Regions from separate parts of the Mus musculus genome. Here all the other regions are linked to region 1. Evidence: chromatin contacts called from public ChIA-PET and HiChIP or PLAC-seq data. All regions are on one chromosome and are shown on one strand. The core of a region is the stretch at or near the end of the contact, and the rest is flanking DNA. Distances in the headings are between cores, read along the strand shown. Region 1 overlaps Ankrd44 (ankyrin repeat domain 44). Region 2 overlaps Ankrd44 (ankyrin repeat domain 44). Region 3 holds the start of Gtf3c3 (general transcription factor IIIC, polypeptide 3). Region 4 overlaps Ankrd44 (ankyrin repeat domain 44).

What was found. HiChIP or PLAC-seq counts read pairs in DNA pulled down with a chosen protein or histone mark. ChIA-PET counts read pairs in DNA pulled down with a chosen protein or histone mark.
Region 2: a contact with region 1 is called in an RNA polymerase II ChIA-PET map of effector CD8 T cells, with 63 read pairs. The contact joins two enhancer-like sites. A contact is called at or near these places in 8 of 39 promoter capture datasets (the 3T3-L1 cell line, 3T3-L1-derived adipocytes, the HPC-7 cell line and 3 more), 2 of 15 datasets of contacts at CTCF or cohesin (both in the NIH/3T3 cell line), 4 of 484 Hi-C or Micro-C datasets (the AML12 cell line, bone marrow-derived macrophages, embryonic fibroblasts and 1 more), 8 of 115 datasets of contacts at active chromatin or transcription factors (the 230-238 cell line, the HPC-7 cell line, bone marrow-derived macrophages and 5 more) and 3 of 9 other capture datasets (adipose tissue, embryonic stem cells and pancreatic islet).
Region 3: a contact with region 1 is called in an RNA polymerase II ChIA-PET map of memory CD8 T cells, with 71 read pairs. The contact joins the promoter of Gtf3c3 here to the enhancer-like site in region 1. A contact is called at or near these places in 2 of 39 promoter capture datasets (the 3T3-L1 cell line and pre-B cells), 3 of 484 Hi-C or Micro-C datasets (3T3-L1-derived adipocytes, the C10 cell line and myocytes), 2 of 115 datasets of contacts at active chromatin or transcription factors (effector CD8 T cells and memory CD8 T cells) and 3 of 9 other capture datasets (adipose tissue, liver and pancreatic islet).
Region 4: a contact with region 1 is called in a CTCF HiChIP or PLAC-seq map of CD8 T cells, with 5 read pairs. The contact joins two enhancer-like sites. A contact is called at or near these places in 2 of 15 datasets of contacts at CTCF or cohesin (CD8 T cells and large pre-B cells) and 3 of 9 other capture datasets (adipose tissue, liver and pancreatic islet).

What each region holds. Positions count from the first base shown.
Region 1 is chr1:54,659,201-54,662,342 of GRCm38.p6, forward strand. It overlaps Ankrd44 (ankyrin repeat domain 44), which reads right to left. Exons shown (of 28, transcript NM_001081433.3): 21 at 1,801-2,017. Among named protein-coding and RNA genes, the nearest start is that of 4930444A19Rik, 21 kb to the right of the region's middle. Within about 2 kb of position 1,666, at least 28 of the 459 cell types and tissues checked have an H3K27ac peak or open chromatin away from gene starts, as enhancers often do. A contact at or near this core is called in CD8 T cells, effector CD8 T cells and memory CD8 T cells, where this site is marked.
Region 2 is chr1:54,905,726-54,908,867 of GRCm38.p6, forward strand. The region is part of intron 1 of Ankrd44 (ankyrin repeat domain 44); the gene reads right to left. Among named protein-coding and RNA genes, the nearest start is that of Ankrd44, 19 kb to the right of the region's middle. Within about 2 kb of position 1,551, at least 75 of the 459 cell types and tissues checked have an H3K27ac peak or open chromatin away from gene starts, as enhancers often do. A contact at or near this core is called in effector CD8 T cells and memory CD8 T cells, where this site is marked.
Region 3 is chr1:54,437,427-54,440,568 of GRCm38.p6, forward strand. It overlaps Gtf3c3 (general transcription factor IIIC, polypeptide 3), which reads right to left and starts at 1,600. Exons shown (of 18, transcript NM_001033194.3): 1 at 1,387-1,600; 2 at 406-517. The coding sequence starts at 1,488.
Region 4 is chr1:54,797,937-54,801,078 of GRCm38.p6, forward strand. The region is part of intron 2 of Ankrd44 (ankyrin repeat domain 44); the gene reads right to left. Among named protein-coding and RNA genes, the nearest start is that of 4930444A19Rik, 120 kb to the left of the region's middle. Within about 2 kb of position 1,670, at least 56 of the 459 cell types and tissues checked have an H3K27ac peak or open chromatin away from gene starts, as enhancers often do. A contact at or near this core is called in CD8 T cells, where this site is marked.

The DNA.
Region 1 (3,142 bases), core at 416-2,915:
CTGAGATATAATGAAGAAATCAAACAGTGAATGCCATATGGCCTGGTGGGGAGAGAGAAAGAAGCCGAACCCCAGGGAGAGGATGCAGTCTGTGTGACCAGCCTGTGTCTGCCCTCAGATTCAGCACCCTTCCACACCCTTTCCTTTCCTGTTGTGGTTTCTCCCTTGCCAGAGAGAGCTCACAAGTTGCAGGTTAAAATATTATTTTAGGTAAAAAATTTACAGCTGGCCAATGGTAGGATAAGAGCAAAAATAAGTTTTTATTAAGGCAGAACCAATGAATGCGAAGACTAATGAAAACACAGGTAGTTTTAACTCAATGTAATTGAGCACAGAAACTCTTCCCAGAAAACATAATCACAATTTCCAAACTAAAAATCCTAGTGGAACTGAAATGCAAATATAAAGTTGCAGAAGTAGAGTTAGAAATATTCATATGAGATATCCATTCTCTTAGGGGGTAAGAGGTCTTCGTAAGGCTGATTATGGAGATACCACAAAATAGATTCAACCACACAAAACTTCAAAACATTTGCATGGCAAAAGGCATTCAAAACAAGGAACAGAGACACTCCCAACACACAATACAGAAGAGCCACATAGCCAAGGCACCCTGCTCTTACAGATGCAAGGGAAGAGGTAAGCGGTTCACCATGAGAAAGCAGGCATGGGTGAAAGGCCACATTCAGAAAGGGAACTATAGCCAATAAATTATATTATGAGATGCAAACTTAACCAAGAAAAAGTTACCAAAAATAAAGAAATACAATCACACTGGGCTGGCAAAGTTGTAGCAAAAATACTTTTATCACATTAGGGCAACCTTTTGTACAAAATATTATTCCTTAAAATTCTAAAAACATGCCTTTTATTTAAAAAATTCACTTCTGGATATTTAATGAGATTTTCATGTTATAATATGAATATGCACTGCTACAGTGTTTATGGTAGGAAAGAAACCCTAAAATTAACCTAAAAGTCCATCAGAGGGGGATCGGGTTGAATAAGCAAGTTCTAAGGAATGTGCATGCACGTGAATGTATGTGTGTGAGTGTGCATGCAGGTGTGCATGTGTGTAGCTATCAGTATATTACTATTAAAACTATGTATTGTGCATATGGTATCTAAGGATAGCCTGCAGTAGGATTTTAAGGGAGCACTAAGAAAAAAGGAAGAAAACTATGGGATGAGACTTGTGGTATAATTCCACTTAAAGAATATGCATATTTTTTATTTATAATCTCAGAGGAAAAATTATGAGACATGCATACAATTAGCACACATTTCTCTTTTGTTCCAAATAACTGAGATAAAAAATTTGAATATTCCAAGTAGCACACACAACAAAGCAAATGTGGAATGTGGATATTAAAAAAAAATACCAAAATCTAAACTACACATCTACTAGCGTTTATGAGTGACTCTACTGTATGTGAACTATACTGTATGCTGTTTTGTTTTTACCGTCATTGTTTTAATACTTCATGTGGTTCCTGGTTATCTGGTGCAGATCAGAAACTCTGATTACAGTTGCTCAAGTCCATTGGCGACTCTGATGAGGTGTCACAGGAAGAGGGAAACAAACTAAACCTTACTCAGCATCATGACAGCCACAGGGGTGGGGATGAGGGATGTTTAAAACAACATAAGACAGACACCAGTGTCTGGGTGCAGACACCAGTAACCACAGCATACAGCAGTGTTCTCACCTCCACTGAGGTCACAGAGGTGCGAGGCTAGAAAGTCTAGTATATGACATTCTACTCAGATGACATTCGACTCAGATGACATTCGACTCACCATTGTAACACGCCCAGTGCAGTGGCGTGTATCCCTGGTTGTCTTTGAGACAGCAGTCTTCTTCAGAAAGGGCAATCTGGAGCAATTCATTCAGCCATGTGGCGTGGCCCCGAGCAGCCGCATAGTGCAAGGGTGTCCTCCCTCTGGAATCTTTACAGAGGATTGATGCTTCTTGTTCCAGCAGCATTTGCACACATTCCTCATGTCCTGTCATAATCTGGCATGTTGCAATTAAAATGCAAGACAAAGCTCAGTTGTCTGGGGATAGAATTGTTGAGAGTAGAAGGCTTCCCCCACCTGGCCTAAGAGGTAGGAGGCAGAACAACCCTAGCAAAAATCCTTACCAGAAAAGCCCAGGAGAAGTATTTTGGAGCTCTCTCTCCAAACATAACTACGGATGGTATCATGATACCTTAGAAAATACTAGCTTCAGAATCAAGGAGGAATATGTTAAATCCTGGTTGTCCACCCCTGTCAGACACAAGTGAGTCGGCCTTTCTCTGACTCAGTATACTCACTATGAGAAGGCAGAGAAACAATGACCTCAGAGGTTGCCCAGTACTAAAGAGACAACACACTTACATTGTGCAGCGGGCACGGGGATGCATTCTGGGAATATCTCAGAGAGTCTGTACACAATGCTAGAAAGCACAGCCTATTCCCCTCTTAGGCTGCCCAAGAGAGCTGTTAAGCCTAAGCTAACATGCACAACACATTACCCTAATGGACATCATGGGGTCACAAGGGTTTGTGTATCTAAACAGCAAAGGTGCAGTAAAAGTTACACAAGAAAGGAATCGTCTTCAGCTCCATTCTAACCGTATGAGATCACTGCTGTATGCACAGGCTATCACTGACAGACATATATATGTGATGTCCCCTAGACTGCTGCATGGCCCAAAAGAAGTGCAAAGAAACCAGAACTGTGATTATGTTGATAATCATGGAAAATACTTTTAGTCACCAGCTAGGGTGCTTACATCACTTCTACATAGCAATTTTATAATTTTTACCTTTGTCTAGTTAGCCTATTTTTTTTTGTCCTTCAAAAATTAAATCAGCAGATGTGTAAAAAGACTTGGCCACAGGACACATAGATTGTCATCGTTTGCTGCTCCAAGCAACAGATATAGTGTGAATGTTCAACACCACTGAATTCATTCTGGCAGCTGCACACATGAGTATTATAAATTCTGCATACAAAATTATACAGAAGAATATTTTACGCCACGGAGAACGGTCCTTTATCTATACTAAGAAAAAGAGAGGCCACGGTGTGTGTCTGCGCATGCTCGTGCATATGTGTATTAAATGTGATTATCTCCAGGAAGTATGATTGCTG
Region 2 (3,142 bases), core at 301-2,800, 250 kb after region 1:
ATTCTGCTCTCACCAAATAGATAAGGAGCCATGAATCACAGGGGCAGTGCCTTAGTGGAGCTTGCAGCAAAACATGAAGTGGCTCAGCACCCGGATGTTCCTGGCTTCCACTAACCAAACAACAGCTCAAAGCAGCTTGTACTTGACCAGTTCCTACTTAATCAACAGACTCCCGGGCAGCCTAACAGCAAGTGACTGCAGCAATGAGCCCGGGACTGGTGGGAAGGGGGCCGGGCAGAGCCGGGCAGAAACAAGGCTGGAAGCAAAGCAGCGGCTGGTGCTAAGGGGCTAGGTGCACTAAGGTGTAAAGCACTAAGACTCCGAGAGCCAGTAGAGAAATACAAAAATAATCAGTGGTGAGTGGCAATGATGATAAAACACACCAATTCTGCACCATGCTCTGTCTGCATTCAGAATGGGCACCCAGATAGATCCGAACTTATTTCCTATCTCTATAAAGGGAAGAGGGGCTCTCCTCACACTCAGGCCACAGCCATGGTCTCAGTTTTAATTGCCCTGAGGACCCCTCTACCCATCTTCTCTTCCCTGAGCGGATATGTAGGTCACCAACCAGCAAGTGGATCAAATCTCCTAGGTAGAGACCTTCGACCTTGGGAACGTTTAGAGCAGATACAGGTGCTGCAAGATGGAGCGGACATTGAAGAACGCCACCGATGCTAAGGAAAGAGCCCCTGCCCACATGCAGTTCTCATGTGCATTTTGTGCAGTCAGCAATTCTGTTTTCTCCACAGCCTTCAAAATGTCAGCTTCTCATGTCAAGCAGTATGAGTACGTCAGGCGAAGCGGAGGCTTTCTTATGGTTTCAGGCTGGTAGTATTTCAGAACCACATGATTGCAGGGCTGAGCTCAGCAGGGCTGTACTGGAGAGCAGATTGCATATCCCTCATGCTGCCCACATTTCAGAGACTGATAAAATATTGTCCCTGGGGATTATAAGAGGAAGAAAAAAAAATGACAGCACATCCCCCTCTAAGGAACAAGCCCGTGGGTGATCGTACTAAATGCCAGGGAACCCACTGGAGCACCAAAATGGTCAGATGGAATTGGAAGAAAGCCTAAGAGGCCATTCATTCTCTACGTCCAGTGAGACTCTGAGTCCTAAAACACACTGTGCACATACGCACACAAACACACACATACCTGAAGTCTCCTCGGCTTCTCAATCACAACGCAAACCCCAAGTCCCTTAGTGGGTTTCAGGGGCCTCCATTAACTGGCCACCAAGCAAGTAATTGCCAGGTGAGAAAAATCAACTTGGGCCCCAGAAGGCCAAGTGCAGTGTACACTCGGGAAACAGGCAAAGGAGACAGATTAGTATGGGAGAAATCAGATACTCACTCCTCCCTGTCCACCAATAATCCATACCAAAAGGGGTTCGGGTACAACAAGGGCAAATGCAGCTGAGATGTGGAAAGCGCGCATCTAACAAAAGCACAAAGGGTTCGTTAAAAAGCCGTCTCCCTCCCTCCCCCCAGCCACCAAATGCTCTGCAAGAAAAGCCACAGCCCAGCCCGTGCTTGCTCGCTCGCTCGCTCGGCACATCTGGTTTCAGTTACCTGTGCCCAAACTGCAGCTCTCAGAGAAACAGAGCTCGAGCTGACTCCATGGTTTAAGATCTGTCAGAACAGCTTATATGGAGATGGAGGGACAGAGTGTGGAAGCCTTGAGCAACAATATTTCTGGTCATCACGTGACCCCTCACAGATGACATTTTGGAGTCAGATGGCACTGCTAAACTTGGTCACTGGAAAAGTAAAAGCCACCTAGGGAGACCATGATCACTTCATAGATAAACCCAGTTACCCACTCGGGTCAACCACTAGTCAGCATGAACATCTCACAAATTCATGCCACTTCACGAGATGGCCACATGCTTTCCCTGCCACGGTGCACCATAGCCCCTCAGACCACACTCAAACATGTTAAAAGTCAGAAACCCTCCCATGCCAGACTCCAAATCCTACTCTTGCCAGATAGACCAAAAAGCTGTCACACCTGACACGGCTCCCAGACTTTCCTCTGTCTATTCACTGTTCCTAAAACAGTTGCACATAGAAATGTGGTATCTTTTTAAAGTTACTTTAGTGCCAAGTGTGGTGGTGCACACTCACAATCACAATGAAAGCAGAGATCATGACTTCAAGATGACTGTGAGCTGCACAGCACACCCAGATCAAACTGAACCCACAAGACAATAATCTACCTAGTAATCTCAGTGACTTCGTTACATTAATTAATTACGCTCTGTAAAAAGCTACCCTTTGCCGGGTGTGGTGGCGCACGCCTTTAATCCCAGAACTGCACTCGAGAGGCAGAGGCAGGCGGATTTCTGATGTTGGAGCCCACAGCTGACTCTGGCTGTGTCCAACAAAATGTGACAAATCATTGACCTGAGCGCTTTTTCTTTAGCCACAACTCATTCATTGCCCCATCCTTTTAATATTTGGGTTTCTGGTTCAACAGAAGCCATGAAAATACTTCATAGTATGGTAATATTATACAATTGCATATTGTCTATTTTATTCTAAACACTGGTGAATAATGGTCAGTAAATAATTTCCTAACTCCTAGATCATGAAATTTATTCTAAATAGGAATATCTTACTTTTTATGCTCTATGAGTACTTAACCCAATATTTAAGATATGCATTGATATGTTGTTAATAATCATTACAAACATAATACTAAAATTTATCACAATCATTTTACATGCATCACAACATGAATAAGAGCAGGTACTTGGAGGATTTGAAGGAAGGAAAAGGAAGAGGAACATGATGCAATTATAATCTAATTTTTAAAATTATTTTACAAAAATGCATCCCATCCAGTATTGTGGTCCATGCTTCTAATCCCAACACCCAGGAAGCTAGCTCAGGAAGATGACAGGTTCCAGGCCAGTCCAGGCTGTCCCATGCACATACACACAAAAGCACTACATTTGAAAAAAATTCAAGGGGAAAAAGAAACACTATAAAATTTGGACTACTGACAGGCACAACTACTGACAGGCACATCAAACCACAATAGTGTTTAGATTCCACTCCACTCCATACAATTTAAACAACGATACGTTTTCACTTTTAAAATCAATATTTACATTGTGTCAAAAATTACATCC
Region 3 (3,142 bases), core at 350-2,849, 220 kb before region 1:
GAGAAGGCCAATTTAGAAAATGAAAATAAAGAAACCCTAAACAACCATTATGCTTGTACAATGATTTTTTTTTTAAAAAAATAAATATTATGCTACTTTGTAGCAAACACTGATAAACCAGGTGATAAAAATAGAATACTGAGCCAGGCAGTGGTGGCACACACCTTTAATCCCAGCACTTGGGAGGCAGAGGCAGAATTTCTGAGTTCGAGGCCAGCCTGGTCTACAGAGTGAGTTCCAGGACAGCCAGGGCTACACAGAAAAAGCCTGTCATGAAAAACAAACCAACAAACAAAAATAGAATGTTATTACAATAAACATAAAAGCAATAAAAAGTAAAAAGCAAATAGTGTTTTTATCAAATCATTTTACTTAAGTGCTCATTTAAAGCCAGCAGTAACATACCTTCATTGGCGTCTTTGTCCTGGGATTTGGCAGAGTCAATTCCTGATGAGGATGGAACTTCGGAGTCATCTGGGTTTTCTTTGGGTGATGATTTTCCTTTTTCCTGAACACTCTGTGATTGGGAATTAAACAGTTCCAAAAACTAATTCAGATTTAATTCTCTCAGCCTTGAATAGGGCATTTGCCTTATCTTTATAAAAGTTGACCCTCCCCTATGATACGTGGAATCTAAATTTGAATAGTTTCAAAGTGTTCCAATGTACTTAAGTCTTTAGTTTATGTAAGTCATTTGCAAATACAAGTGGAATGATTTTAAATATTTTAATGTCATCAATCTAAGACTTTAAATAAACCATAGGGTTCATAGAAGTCTATGAGTCAAGAAAGAAATCATTAGCTAACTTCAAAAGGGTCAAGAGATCTTTATGTTGGTCCCTTGGCCTTCAAACAAATGAGAAACTATTTAAAGTTCAGATCTTTATTAAAATTTGAAAAAGTAACAGATATCCTCACTATCTGGTTAGTTAGGTTTACTTTTATGTCTAAGAAAAAAAATTACACGGAGACTCCTCAAAAATAGGCGCACCAGGGGTGCATGTAGCTTTGCGATGGGGAGCTTTGTCCAGCAGGCTGGAGGCCCTGAAGTTTGATCCCCAAGACCCCTATACAGACCACAAAAACAAAAGGCCTGGTTCCCACCACCGTCACAACCTAGTTGCAAGATAGGTTTAGAACTAATCAGATCACCCTGTCTGGCTCATCGACTTAACAGGTATTAGGGGGTCGGGGGAGGTTAGCGCCCACCAAGGCTGGCTTTCGGGTGGGGAGATGTCTTTAGAGGCTCTGAGTACTCGGGTGGGAGTGAAAATCGGAAATTTTGGAAGAGGTGAAAGCTGCTGGATCCCGGGCCCACCCTGGGCAACCCACGACTCGGTTTCGGGGAAAACAAGACCGAGGAGCACCGGGGGCCCAGCGGCTCACTTTCTTCTCTCGGGTTTTTCTCTCTTCTCTCCGCCTTTCGAACTCTTCAAAGGAGATTTTCCCTTCCAGGTAGTCGATAAGTTCCGGGCTGAACCCCGACATGTCTGCAGGGCCGACGCTGCGCAGCGGGCCAGGGAAGCTGCAGCACTCCCAGGCTCTGTAGGACGCCTAGGAGAGACCGGACCAGCGTCCGCCCTAGAAACCTTCCCGGCCTGCGCCGCGGCCGCGCACTCTGGTTCCGCCTGCGCTCTAGGCCCCAGGCCTCTTCCCACAGGCAAGGGAGTGTCCAAATGCATCTTTCAAGCGCCAGACTCCCTTAAACTACCAGCTAGAGGAGCCTTTTTTTTTTTTAAAGATGTATGTATTAGTTTGTTTGTTTGCTTGCTTGCTTATTTTATGTATAGGAGTACACTGTCTTCAGACACACCAGAAGAAGGCATCAGATCCCATTACAGATGGCTGTGAGCCACAATGTGGTTGCTGGGAATTGTACTTAGGACCTCCGGAAGAGCAGTCAGTGTTCTTAACCACTGAACCATCTCTACAGGAGACTTTTGATCTGGGGATGCAGCACAGTGGCAGAGCGTTTGCCTGGGTTTCTATCTCTAATGTCAATCAACTTTTATGTCCCAAGTATTCATAAACTTTTTTGTTGTTGTTTTGTTTTGTTTTTTGTTTTTCGAGACAGGGTTTCTCTGTGTAGCCCTGGCTGTCCTGGAACTCACTTTGTAGACCAGGCTGGCCTCGAACTCAGAAATCCGCCTGCCTCTGCCTCCCGAGTGCTGGGATTAAAGGCGTGCCCCACCACGCTCGGCTGCTCTCAAACTTTTAAAGGGATTCTAACTCTTCCCATAGGGCGTCTACTGTATATCTGTTACATACATCTCTCAAAATAATCCTTAGGAACCTATGAGAGGAAAAAAAGGGAGAGGTGTGGGGAGGGTAATAGAACACTTGTAACATGAAAAAGGGCAACACCTGAAGTGGAAAGACTTGAGGTGGGACTTGAGGGGAGAGAGATGGAAGAGAGGGGTCAAAGTGAGTGAGTGAGAGAGAGAGAGAGAGAGAGAGAGAGGGAGAGAGAGAGAGAGAGAGATTATTTTCAACTCCTAGGAGCTCTTGTGATTTGCATTTTATCTTGTATTATAACTATTTCTTTTTCTAGAGACATTACCTATAAACATCAAAGACATTAGTTTATGTGTCATTATTATAAACCTGACTAACCTAATAACATGTATTCAAAACACATTTGTGAGTAAAGTTAGATGAAACTACAAGAGCCTTTGGAACTTTGGGCAAAGTTGAGCTCAGCATAGTCCTGGGTCCAAAGACGAGAGTCTATCTTTGATCATCTTTATGATAATCCAAGCTAAGGAGATCTGTAGCAGGGTTGCAGAATCAGAGGTCAAGACCTGCAAGAGCAGGACTACCAGATAGCAGAAAACTATCTCAGTCACTGCGTTTCTCCTGAGGAGGGATCTTACACAGGCGTGAAAACATACATGAGCAGACGGAGTGTGTTGATGTTATCCCCAGAAACAACTATGAGGATTACTCCCCTGAAGTCTTCAGGGAGTTGGGGAACTGTGCGGAAGACTCTATGTCTGTTTCCAGACTCACTCAAAGCGGGAAAGAGAAAGTGAGTATGGCTATCTGGAAAGGAAAACACTCTGCTGAGACCCAAATGTTTAGGCTGGTTTCTGTTACTGTTGGCTCCTGGGAAAATGAGAATAACAAGCCAACAGATGCAGAT
Region 4 (3,142 bases), core at 420-2,919, 140 kb after region 1:
CCTTGAATACAAGGGAAAGAATAACTTAGCAGCATCTGGAATTGGCTCCTGAGCATGCTATCACAGAGGAGGATCCCTTTCCATTACCCATGTCTTAGGCAGGGTTTCTATTCCTGCACAAACATCATGACCAAGAAGCAAGTTGGGGAGGAAAGGGTTTATTCAGCTTACACTTCCATACTGCTGTTCATCACCAGAGAAGTCAGGACTGGAACTCAAGCAGGTCAGGAAGCAGGAGCTGATGCAGAAGCCATGGAGGGATGTTCCTTACTGGCTTGCTTCCCCTGGCTTGCTCAGCCTGCTCTCTTATAGAACCAAGACTACCAGCCCAGAGATGGTCCCACCCACAAGGGGCCTTTCCCCCTTGATCACTAATTGAGAAAATACCTTACAGCTGGATCTCATGGAGGCATTTCCTCAACTGAAGCTCCTTCCTCTGTGATAACTCCAGCTGTGTCAAGTTGACACAAAACCAGCCAGTACAACCCACTAGCACCAATGCCAGACAACCCTATGCACATAGAGAGACACATGGGACGAGAGAAGACCCATGTCCTCCAGAAGGAAAGCAGATGAACACTCCATTCTCTGAATAGCCAGAGCCACACAGTGCCAGCTGGGCTCTGAGCTAAGTGTGCAATATGGCAGAGATGGTCAGCAGAGGAAGTTCCCAAGTTGTCTGTTTACCACGAAGAAGCAGATGAAAGAAAAGGAGGAAGTTGAAGTATGAGCACACAGTGAGCTTGATATGGCCAGGCCCTTCTGGAAGCTGAAGACACTGTTAGACAAGCAGTAGGAGGGGTACCCCACGCCTCTGTCTTGAAGAATTGCTTATCCTGTACTTTGGGAATCCTTGGCTGAAAGGGCATTATTTTCTTCCCATTCTAAATATCTGTCATACAACAAACAAGTCTCTTCCCTAGGTATGACTAATTTGCACACCAATGCACACACTGGAGCAATATTAGAGGTTGAGTTGTCTCTTCAATTCTAACTTCCACTAAAGATCAAAGATGCTGGAGAATAACTGACAACTTGGGTCCAACTAGCTTAACTTGATATGAATAGAGATTGCCTGAGACAAGCAGATGTCTGAAGAAGCACGTAATAGGTACCTTGGAGAGATTTCAATCATGTGAAGAAAAGAGACTTGGATTTAAATTTTTTAAAAAAGCATAAAATGGTAAGGAAGCTGAGTCTTGAGGTTAGGAACTGGAAGGCTATAAAACAAAACAAAACAAGTAAAACAGAAAAAACAGAAAGAAAAGAAAAAAGGAAACAAATATCAACCTTTTTCCAAAATGGGTGTGTTTATTTTTCGACTGAACTCCACATAAATACCGAGAGGTATTTATGTAACAGGCCAACATATGCCCACCAGCAAACTCAAACACGGTAAACCCGTGTCTGCTTCAGAAGCCCTGTTTGAAAAGTATCTCTAGAGTTAAAATTCCACAGCTCAGCTCAACAAAGCAAACCTTACAGAAGACAGAAGACATGAGAAAGACACACACAGAGATAGAGAGAGAGAGAGAGAGAGAGAGAGAGAGAGAGAGAGAGAGAGACACAGACAGACAGACAGACAGATTGATTTCAGTTCTCCCCCTAAGTGGTGCTGTAGTGTGGGTTTTCACATACTCCCCTCTGTGTGTGCTCATGAGGCATTCTCTAGGGCAGAGCCCAAGGACAGGAAGCTCTAGACACAGAGGAATACACACATTTCTTTTATTAGGTGTTGCCAAATACATTCCAAAAGTAGTTTGCCAGCCCCACAAATCAAACAGATCTTACAGACATAAGATTCTACTCAATGGCTGGGAAAAAGACATTTGTCTCAGCATCCCACGGAGTAGTCTCCAAAACAGATTACATTCTAAGAGTCAGAGCAAGTCTTAACAAATAGAAAATAAATCAAATCATTTTTTTAGCTTATCAGATCACATAAAAATATGACTCAAGGCATAGATACTTGGGATGGCTGCAGGACAGTCAGTACATTGAAGAGGGAGGAAATTAAACTGTCTAGAATCAAATGAAAATGAGGGTACAACTGAGCAGGACTATGAGGGTACAGCTATGGCAACTTTAAGAGGAAAGTCTTTAGCCGTAAGCCCTTACGTTACAGAGATGTAAGTAAATGACTCAGCAATTCACTCTGAAGCCCTGGAGAGGGAGGAAAAAAAAAGAGAGAGAGAGGCTGAGCCAAACCCCAAATCAAGGCAGAAATTAACGAACTAGAGTAAAAAGGTAATACAAAGATTCGGTTAAATAAAGATTCACATCTTTGAAATGTTAGAGCCAACAAACACTTAGCAAAATAACCAAAGGAATAGACAAGAACCAAGGTATTAAAGTTAGAAAGAAAAGGGGGACATTAGCCTTACAGTCGTAATATGGTATATAATGAAATAAGTGGACTAAAAATACTGCATTTTTAAAGAAAGAACATTACAACAGATGCCAGTGAAAATCCAGAGAATCATAAGGGAGTAGTGCAGAACACTGTATTCAAAAATTCTTGAAAATCTAGAAGTGGATAAATTCCTAGACACACAGAACCAACCAAAATTGAATCAAGAGAATATAAGTAACTTAAGCAGATCTATAACAAGAAATGAGACTGAAACTGTAACAGCATCTCCAACTCCAATGAAGATATCCCATTCAGGTCTGAGAGCTACAAAGGCTCTCACTCTCTGCTCATTGTCCAGTGGTGGGTCTCTTTGCTAATCCCCATCTGCTACAAAGGTGAGGGCTGAGTGACACATTGATCTATGGGTATAGGAATATGTCCTTAGGAGTCATTTTATTGCTATGTTCCTCAAGCAGAATAATAGTGACAGGTCTAGGGCCCATGTGCTATCTGATTCTCAGGCTCTTGGCCACGTTAGCAGGTTTAGATATGTGTTTCATCTCATGAAGTAGATCTTAAATCCAAAGAAAGACCTGGAAACAGATAACTTCTACAGACCTTTAAAGGAGAACTTAATGCTGATTAAAATTAGGCAGGAGACCTGAACAGGTATATCATCAAAGAAGATATACAGAGAGCAAATAAGCACATGAAAAATGTTCAACACCATTCATTCTTAGATTAAAATCATGTTAAGTGTTCATTAAGATTGTTGACAGTGAAATGACT